Linked DNA regions of Zea mays: region 1 is linked to region 2. Evidence: chromatin contacts called from public Hi-C data. All regions are on one chromosome and are shown on one strand. Each heading gives the region's core, a stretch centred on a gene start, on an enhancer-like site or on the middle of the called end of the contact. The rest is flanking DNA. Distances are from core to core; before and after follow the strand shown. Region 1 holds the start of LOC100384280 (Actin-related protein 3). Region 2 holds the start of LOC100216677 (Vacuolar protein sorting-associated protein 20 homolog 2).

The links. Hi-C and Micro-C count contacts between places; a contact is called where the count stands out from the background.
Region 1: a contact with region 2 is called in a Hi-C map of endosperm, with 5 times the contacts expected there. The contact joins the promoter of LOC100384280 here to the promoter of LOC100216677 in region 2. A contact is called at or near these places in 5 of 25 Hi-C or Micro-C datasets (ear, endosperm, leaf and 1 more).

Annotation. Positions count from the first base shown.
Region 1 is chr4:136,901,244-136,904,747 of Zm-B73-REFERENCE-NAM-5.0, forward strand. LOC100384280 (Actin-related protein 3) reads left to right here and starts at 1,576. Exons shown (of 10, transcript NM_001176844.2): 1 at 1,576-1,889; 2 at 1,983-2,232; 3 at 2,334-2,558; 4 at 2,750-2,896. The coding sequence starts at 1,843.
Region 2 is chr4:136,733,675-136,737,257 of Zm-B73-REFERENCE-NAM-5.0, forward strand. It overlaps LOC100216677 (Vacuolar protein sorting-associated protein 20 homolog 2), which reads right to left and starts at 1,388. Exons shown (of 6, transcript NM_001143085.1): 1 at 1,198-1,388; 2 at 308-460; 3 at 1-150. The coding sequence starts at 1,299.

The DNA of each region.
Region 1 (3,504 bases), core at 326-2,825, 170 kb after region 2:
CTCGACAGTTTACCTTTTAGCTAATAGTAAATGTCAGGGACATGAATGTAATTTTCCCCAGGTCCCGTCCTGTGTCTATAAATAGATGAATAGTAACACCATACTGTTCACGATGACTTGTAATCACTCGCACGTCACTCTTGGATTCTTACCTTCTGTCAAGCCAAATGTACAAATGTAATTTAATGTCATTAATGTTTGTTCATGTTCATATAATGAAAATATAGATAATCTGATGATTTTATATGATTATTCATGTTCTTTCTATGTTTCATATGTTCCTGCTTTTATTCTTACATATTGAGATGATGAAGGTATGTTATTCGTAACCTTCGTCTGAAAATCAATATATTTTAAGATAAATAATGCTTTGAAGGACGAATGTCTTTAACCATTAACATTTGTGTTGCCTTGCTCTTAACTAATTGAATTTGAGAGCAAGTGACCAAAATGTGAGCATCTTCTAAACATCTCTACGACTACGAGGATTCTAAGTGAGTTTGCCATAGCGTAAAACAAAATGTCACAAATAGGATTTTCGATAATCATGCGGCATAAATAGTCGTCCCTTCGTACTGTTATTTTTCATTCAGAGTTACTATATGAAGAGTTTGTTTGGATTAGAGAACTTCCATAGGAAATCCAAAAAACCTAATTTCTAAGAAACAACTGTCTTTCAATTTTAAGATACAGATGCTTACGTGCATAGAGTATATATGATTTTATTAAAAGATAAAGATTTGTGCCATTAAAATTAAAACCACATAATATGCATGTATTTGTGTAGGGTTGGACGAAATAATTGTGGCTGGTCTACTCGCTCGGCTTGTGATTATCTTGACTCGGCTTGTTTTATTTTTGTCGCGAGCTAAGCTAGTATCTTAGCTCGGTTTGTTAATGAGTTAGCTCGAGCCGAGTTTGAACCAGCTCGTTAGCTCGAATAAGCTAGCATTTGTCAGTAAACAAATGCTTCATTTGTGTTGGTTAAACTAATAAACGTTGAGTGTTGAATTGATGTGGTATGTGAAATTGTAAATATTTTTAATCTTTTTCTAGTATTAAATTAGTCTAGATTAATTAGAAATTAATTATATTATATATATATATATATATATATATATATATATATATATATATATATATATATATATATTGATTTTTATTGTAGCTTAGCTAAACGAATTCGTTCCAACTTGTAAGCCGAGTCGAGCTCACTCGTGAAATATTCACGTCATCATATCTTTTTGTCACACAAGATCTCTTGCCATCACAAAGATTTGGGCCCACCTTCCAACAGGCAGCGAAACGCCTGGAGAGCGGAGAAAAGCGGACGTGCACGCAGGCGTCGGTGGCGGTGTCGCTAACTCGCCATCATCCTGCACGCCACCAGCGTACCAACCCGAAGACGAACACGCGCACACGCCGCACTCGAACACACACTCGACGCAATGCAACGCAGCGCAGCGTTGTCACAATGTCACGCCAGGACAAATCCAGCGCTCCCTGAAGCAGAGAAAGACCGCGACCAAAAGCAAGTTCGATCTCCGCTCCTCCAGTCTCCACCGCCCGCCAACCCCGAGATATACCTCCCTTCCTCTCGAAGCTTCGTCTCCAGAGTCCAGACGACGTCGCCGGCTCTTCACTCGGCGCTGGTGCTGGTGGTTGCCAGTGGCGGTGGCTGGGTGGCCGGGTGGCGGTGTTGCTGGGATGCCCGCCGCGACGGCGACCGCCGCCCGCCTCCGACTGCCGCTGCCAAAAGCAGCCCACCGCTCGCCCTGCTCGAGCCGGCGCCTCTCCAATTGCCACCGCCACTGACGAGCGACCACACGCTTGGCGCCCGCCATGGACGCCTTGTCCCGCCCCGCTGTTGTCATCGACAACGGCACCGGGTACGACCTCCCTCCCTCTCCCTAGATCTGCGCGCGAAGGCGCGACGACGGTGAGTCACGCTGCTGATCTGCTCCTACTCTCGCTCGCGGCAGGTACACGAAGATGGGGTTCGCGGGGAACGTGGAGCCCTGCTTCATCACCCCCACTGTCGTCGCCGTCAACGATTCCTTTTCCGGTTCAGGCCAGCCGGCGGCGAGGGGCGCCCCTGCCAGGGGGAACTGGCTCGCTCAGCACAGTGCCGGCGTCATGGCTGACCTCGACTTCTACATCGGCCAGGAGGCGCTGGCCCGATCCCGCGCCAGCAGCTCGCACAGCTTGAGCTATCCCATCCGCAACGGCCAGGTGGGCGCTCCAGCTGTGTACTGCCGTGTGCCGTGTCCAGTTGCTGCTGTTTTTTCACGACCTTACTTACGATTGAATTAGGCTGAAATGAACTCTTTCAGGTGGAAAATTGGGATTCTATGGAGAGGTTTTGGCAACAGTGCATCTTCAATTACCTCCGGTGCGACCCAGAAGATCATTATTTTCTTCTAACTGAGAGCCCTCTGACTGCCCCTGAGATCCGGGAGTATACCGGGGAGATCATGTTCGAGACGTTCAATGTGCCCGGCCTCTATATTGCTGTCCAACCTGTCCTTGCTCTAGCTGCTGGGTACACTACAACCAAGGTTAGTCAGCATAGCTTAGCCTTGTTGTTTCTTTAGCATAGGCATGCCTTACGCTAAAATGAATGGCAATAGCATCGAGCAGGCCATGTTTTAGTGTACTTGAAAAATGCTTCATCGCTGTTTTTCTTTCTTCCCTGTTGAGCGATCATCACACTCTTACATTTATGAGAAACTTCATGCTTTGTTTTCAGTGTGAAATGACAGGTGTTGTAGTTGATGTGGGTGATGGGGCTACCCACATCGTTCCAGTTGCTGATGGTTATGTCATTGGGAGCAGTATCAGATCTATTCCAATTACAGGCAAGGATGTTACCCAATTTATTCATCAACTTCTAAAGGTAGCTCCTTTGCTTTCTTGCTGATTGTCACAAGATAATACTGAACTCTCAATTTCTCTAGAGTAGCTTATCACTTTATCAGATGTAAAGAGAAAAAAAGGGCGTACTCAGTGCCGTAGGCTTCCCGCACTGTGCGGGGTCTGGGGAAGGGTATCTTTAAGCGCCAAGCCTTACCCGCATAATATGCAGAGGCTAGGGCTCGAACCCGGGACCTTCCGGTTACAGACGGTAGGCTCTACCGCTGCACCAGGCCGGTAGAAAACAGTACTTTGTTCAACAGAGAATGGAACATAATAGAATTATGAAATTGTTGTTAATTTGGAAATGTGGCTATCATACTGGTATGTTCCTTGCGTAATAATATATCAAACAACAAGCTTCACTTAAACTTCGTTCGAGAAAAAGCTTCACCTTAACATGTTAAGGATAGCCACAGCAAGCAATAAAACCATAGCTGCTCTTTTTAAAAAAATCATAGATCTGTTGGGCTATCACTTGAACTTTGCCTATGATGTGATTTTTGTGAATATCTTCTAGATTCTTTGATTCACCTACCGTTGTTTTCTAATAAAGATTGTAACAATGTCTTTCAGAGTAAATGGACACCT
Region 2 (3,583 bases), core at 138-2,637:
TTGATAAGCCTTAGCCTCGGCTGTGTCATCCATCAGCTTTTGGACATCATCAATGTTTATCTCATTCTGTATAGACTTCAGGGCAGCATTTCCAGCCTTCAGGCTTTCAAATACAGCCTTTTGTTTACTTGCTAGTTCAATATCTGCCAGCTAAACCAAGCGAACGAAAATACTCTGTCAGGTTATCATACATCAAATTAAGAAACTCAATGCTGCTTAACTTCAATAAGAAATGTAGAACTTCAGCCCTACACGACAATATTTATTAATTGGTATTAAAGAACAATTATTTGAATGAACTACAAACCTGTTGTTCAACATTCATTTGCCATGTGTCAACTTGTTTCAACAGCTCTTCCTGAGCTTTCTTCTTCTTCAGAGCAATCAAAGCTCTGTCTCTCTTCTTCTGTTGAACCAACTGCCGTGCAGCTTCCTTTTCTGCTTCGATTACCTTCTCAAGCTGGAAGGGAAGAGAAGCATACATAAATACACTCCTATATTTTTAGCAGAGGTGATATTGCAATGATTAAATGTGATGAACTGAGGATCATGACCATCTAATCAGGATAGTCAGCACCTGATGACAACATGTTGTATTAAGCTAGAATCAAAAGATGAACTATAACATCCAAGTACATCAAGTTAAACTGTCTGTACTAGCAAGCAAATTTCACAAATCCAACACCAATTATTGTAATACACTGTAAGGTGTGGCGAAAGCAAAAACGAGTCTTGAAATGCGCTCCAGAAACTGATGTATTGATGTCTGTACGAACAAAATTAGCAGTTATAACGTTGATTGGCTGGACTATAGCATGGAATATTACAAGGAGAGAATTTTTCTTCACTCCCGATCACGAGGCATATATATCGACCTGGATCGGTGCTGTGACACGACTCCAATCAGGGCACCCTATGCGAAACCAACCGATCAAGACACGATAATTCCCTGGAAAACTAGAAACTCGCAAGTTACTCCGATTCATCGATCGACGCCGCTCTATCCAACCCCAGATCCCAATTGCCACCTACAGCAGCTCCCGCGCGACGACGCGAGACGGACACCGAATCTGACACGATCCCACGGCGCGACAGAGGACGGCCGGAATTCGACACAAGCGAGGATGACGGACCATCCGTAGCTCACGGCAGGGAAGGGTGCCACGGAAGGGGAGGCGAGGGGAGGGGGAGGCAGACCTGCTGTTGAAACTGGGCGAGCTTGCGGCGCTGCGTCTTGAGGGTGAGGATGGCCCTATCGACGTCAGTGATCTTGGGCTTCTTCACGAAGATGTTCCCCATACTCGCGGTCGGGGTTCCGCCCCCGGCGAGATGGCGTGACGGCGGTGGAGTCGGAGAGGAGGAAAAGGTGGACTGGACGGGGACGAGACGGTCACGACATTTACAGTAGCCGTTCGGTGCCGGCGGGGCAGGGTCTGTGGCCTGGGTCGTGTCGTCCTCTGGCAAGTTGGTTGTTCCGTAACTGTACTTCAGTTTAGACTTCTTTAAAATAGTAATACTTTCAAATATAGAGTTTCTCTAAAATAATATTTTAGTCTCATTGTTATTTTAATTTTACTTTTTTATTTCCTATTACTTAAAATTACATACATTTTTTTATCTTTAGTCTATGAGTTCATTTAATATAGACCTAAACTCCTTGCTAACTTTCGCCCGTTTGCATCTCATTCTGTTTAATAAATCATGGAGGACATTAGAAGTAGTTATGGTAAGTTTTCTATAATTTTAATTAAAAAATGAATTTATAAAAATAAAAATCAATTAAATATATGGTTTAAGGAGACTAGGATATAAAGCTAAGATAATAACCAAGAATTTCACTTATGCGAATAGCTCCTCATTTTCGTTCCCACTACAAAAAAAATCTCGGTGGATCCCCACTAACGTTTACAGGGTATATTTCTTTCTCATTCTTGTTCCTCATCGAAAATTTATCCCACTTAAATTATAATTAAGACATACATCATTTGTTATTAATGTAAAACATTCACTTATACACATTGTAAGATGTAAGAAATTATTATGTGTACATCAAAATAAACATATTTGTGCAATGATTGTTTAGTTACAAGGTAATTATTTATTTTATCATTAACTATTATACGAAAACATCGTCACATATAAGTTTAACGAGTCCTTGCTGGGAAAGGGAATGAGAAATGCTTCTATGTCCTCACCAGAAACTTCTCCATTCACCGCGGAGAATCAAAGATCAAGGCCCTATTGCCATCTCTATATAAAACACATGTCTCATACAACTCTAATTTAATAGCAAATTTTATTTATCTATAAAGTAAAATAAAAATAAACTTGTTTATGTATATAAAGCAAAAAATAATTAAGTTTATCAATAAAACGATGGTAGATGTTTGAGGTGTAGTGGGGTACAACTGAAGGGCAGCTAACGACCGTGTGAGCAAGGCCGGTCCGTGAAGGAGGCAAGCGGTGCGGTCGCCTCGAGCCCCCGGTTCTATGGGGTCCCACCTCCAGTAGGCCAGGTCGGTAGCGTATTACTATACATATTTATTATTAAATTCCAACTAGCACGTGATCCTTGTGACAAATAACTGGTTTAGAGTGCTTGGCCATACAACACATATATTCATGTGTCTCCTCTTCCGTAGCCTAGCACCTAACGTGTGGCGCCATCTATTAGCTGATCGCTTCAAACGAGTTTGTGACGTGCGCCCTATGATTGTGCCTGTGACTATTGCATTAGTTAAAAGAAGCTTTTGAAAATTGAAGTTGCTAAAAATTGAATAAAGTCTAAAATGTGATAAGAATACTAAATAGTTTGGCTACTTTATGTATCGAGATGATATTAGCAGATAAAACTGATATTGATGTCATCGTCAATGACTTCACATTGAGACATGTTAGAAGAAAATTTTAAGGAAGCCATATATTATATATTTTTACTTGAGATGATTATTTCTATAACATTTATTAGCAATATATGTTATGTATGTTATAAAAATACGAGTTTCTACTTTAAGTTTTACTATGAGCCCTTGATTTGTTAGGACCGCGGCTGCACGTGAGAAAGATGTCGAGTCGTGGCGACACTAAGCCTTCAAGATTTTTTTCGTTAGGGCTAGTTTGGGAACACTAATTTCCCATGGGATTTTCATTTTCCCAAGGGAAATTAGTTCATTTTCCCTTGGGAAAATGAAAATCTCATGGGAAATTAGTGTTCCCAAACTAGCCCTTAATGTATCATAAAAGCAAGGAGAAAGATATCTTCTAAGTGCTAGAGAATAAGAAAACAACTTAAAATAAATAAGATAAGGCTAGAATACTATTTTAGAAATGACTCACACTTATAGGTACTATTTAAAAAGAGTTCAAGCTATAAGTAATGAAACTAAACTATATAAGTACTACTAGTCGGTTGCCTGTGCGTTGCGACGGCTTACAACAATACCTATGTAAACTATCCATTAAAAAAATTTCAAGATTTTTTATTGATTGTCTCCGCTCTCCGTATAATAATTTCTTGATTTGACAAACTGATGTTATTATTTACTCCATTCAATATGTATTGGTACAATACGGCCAATGAAGT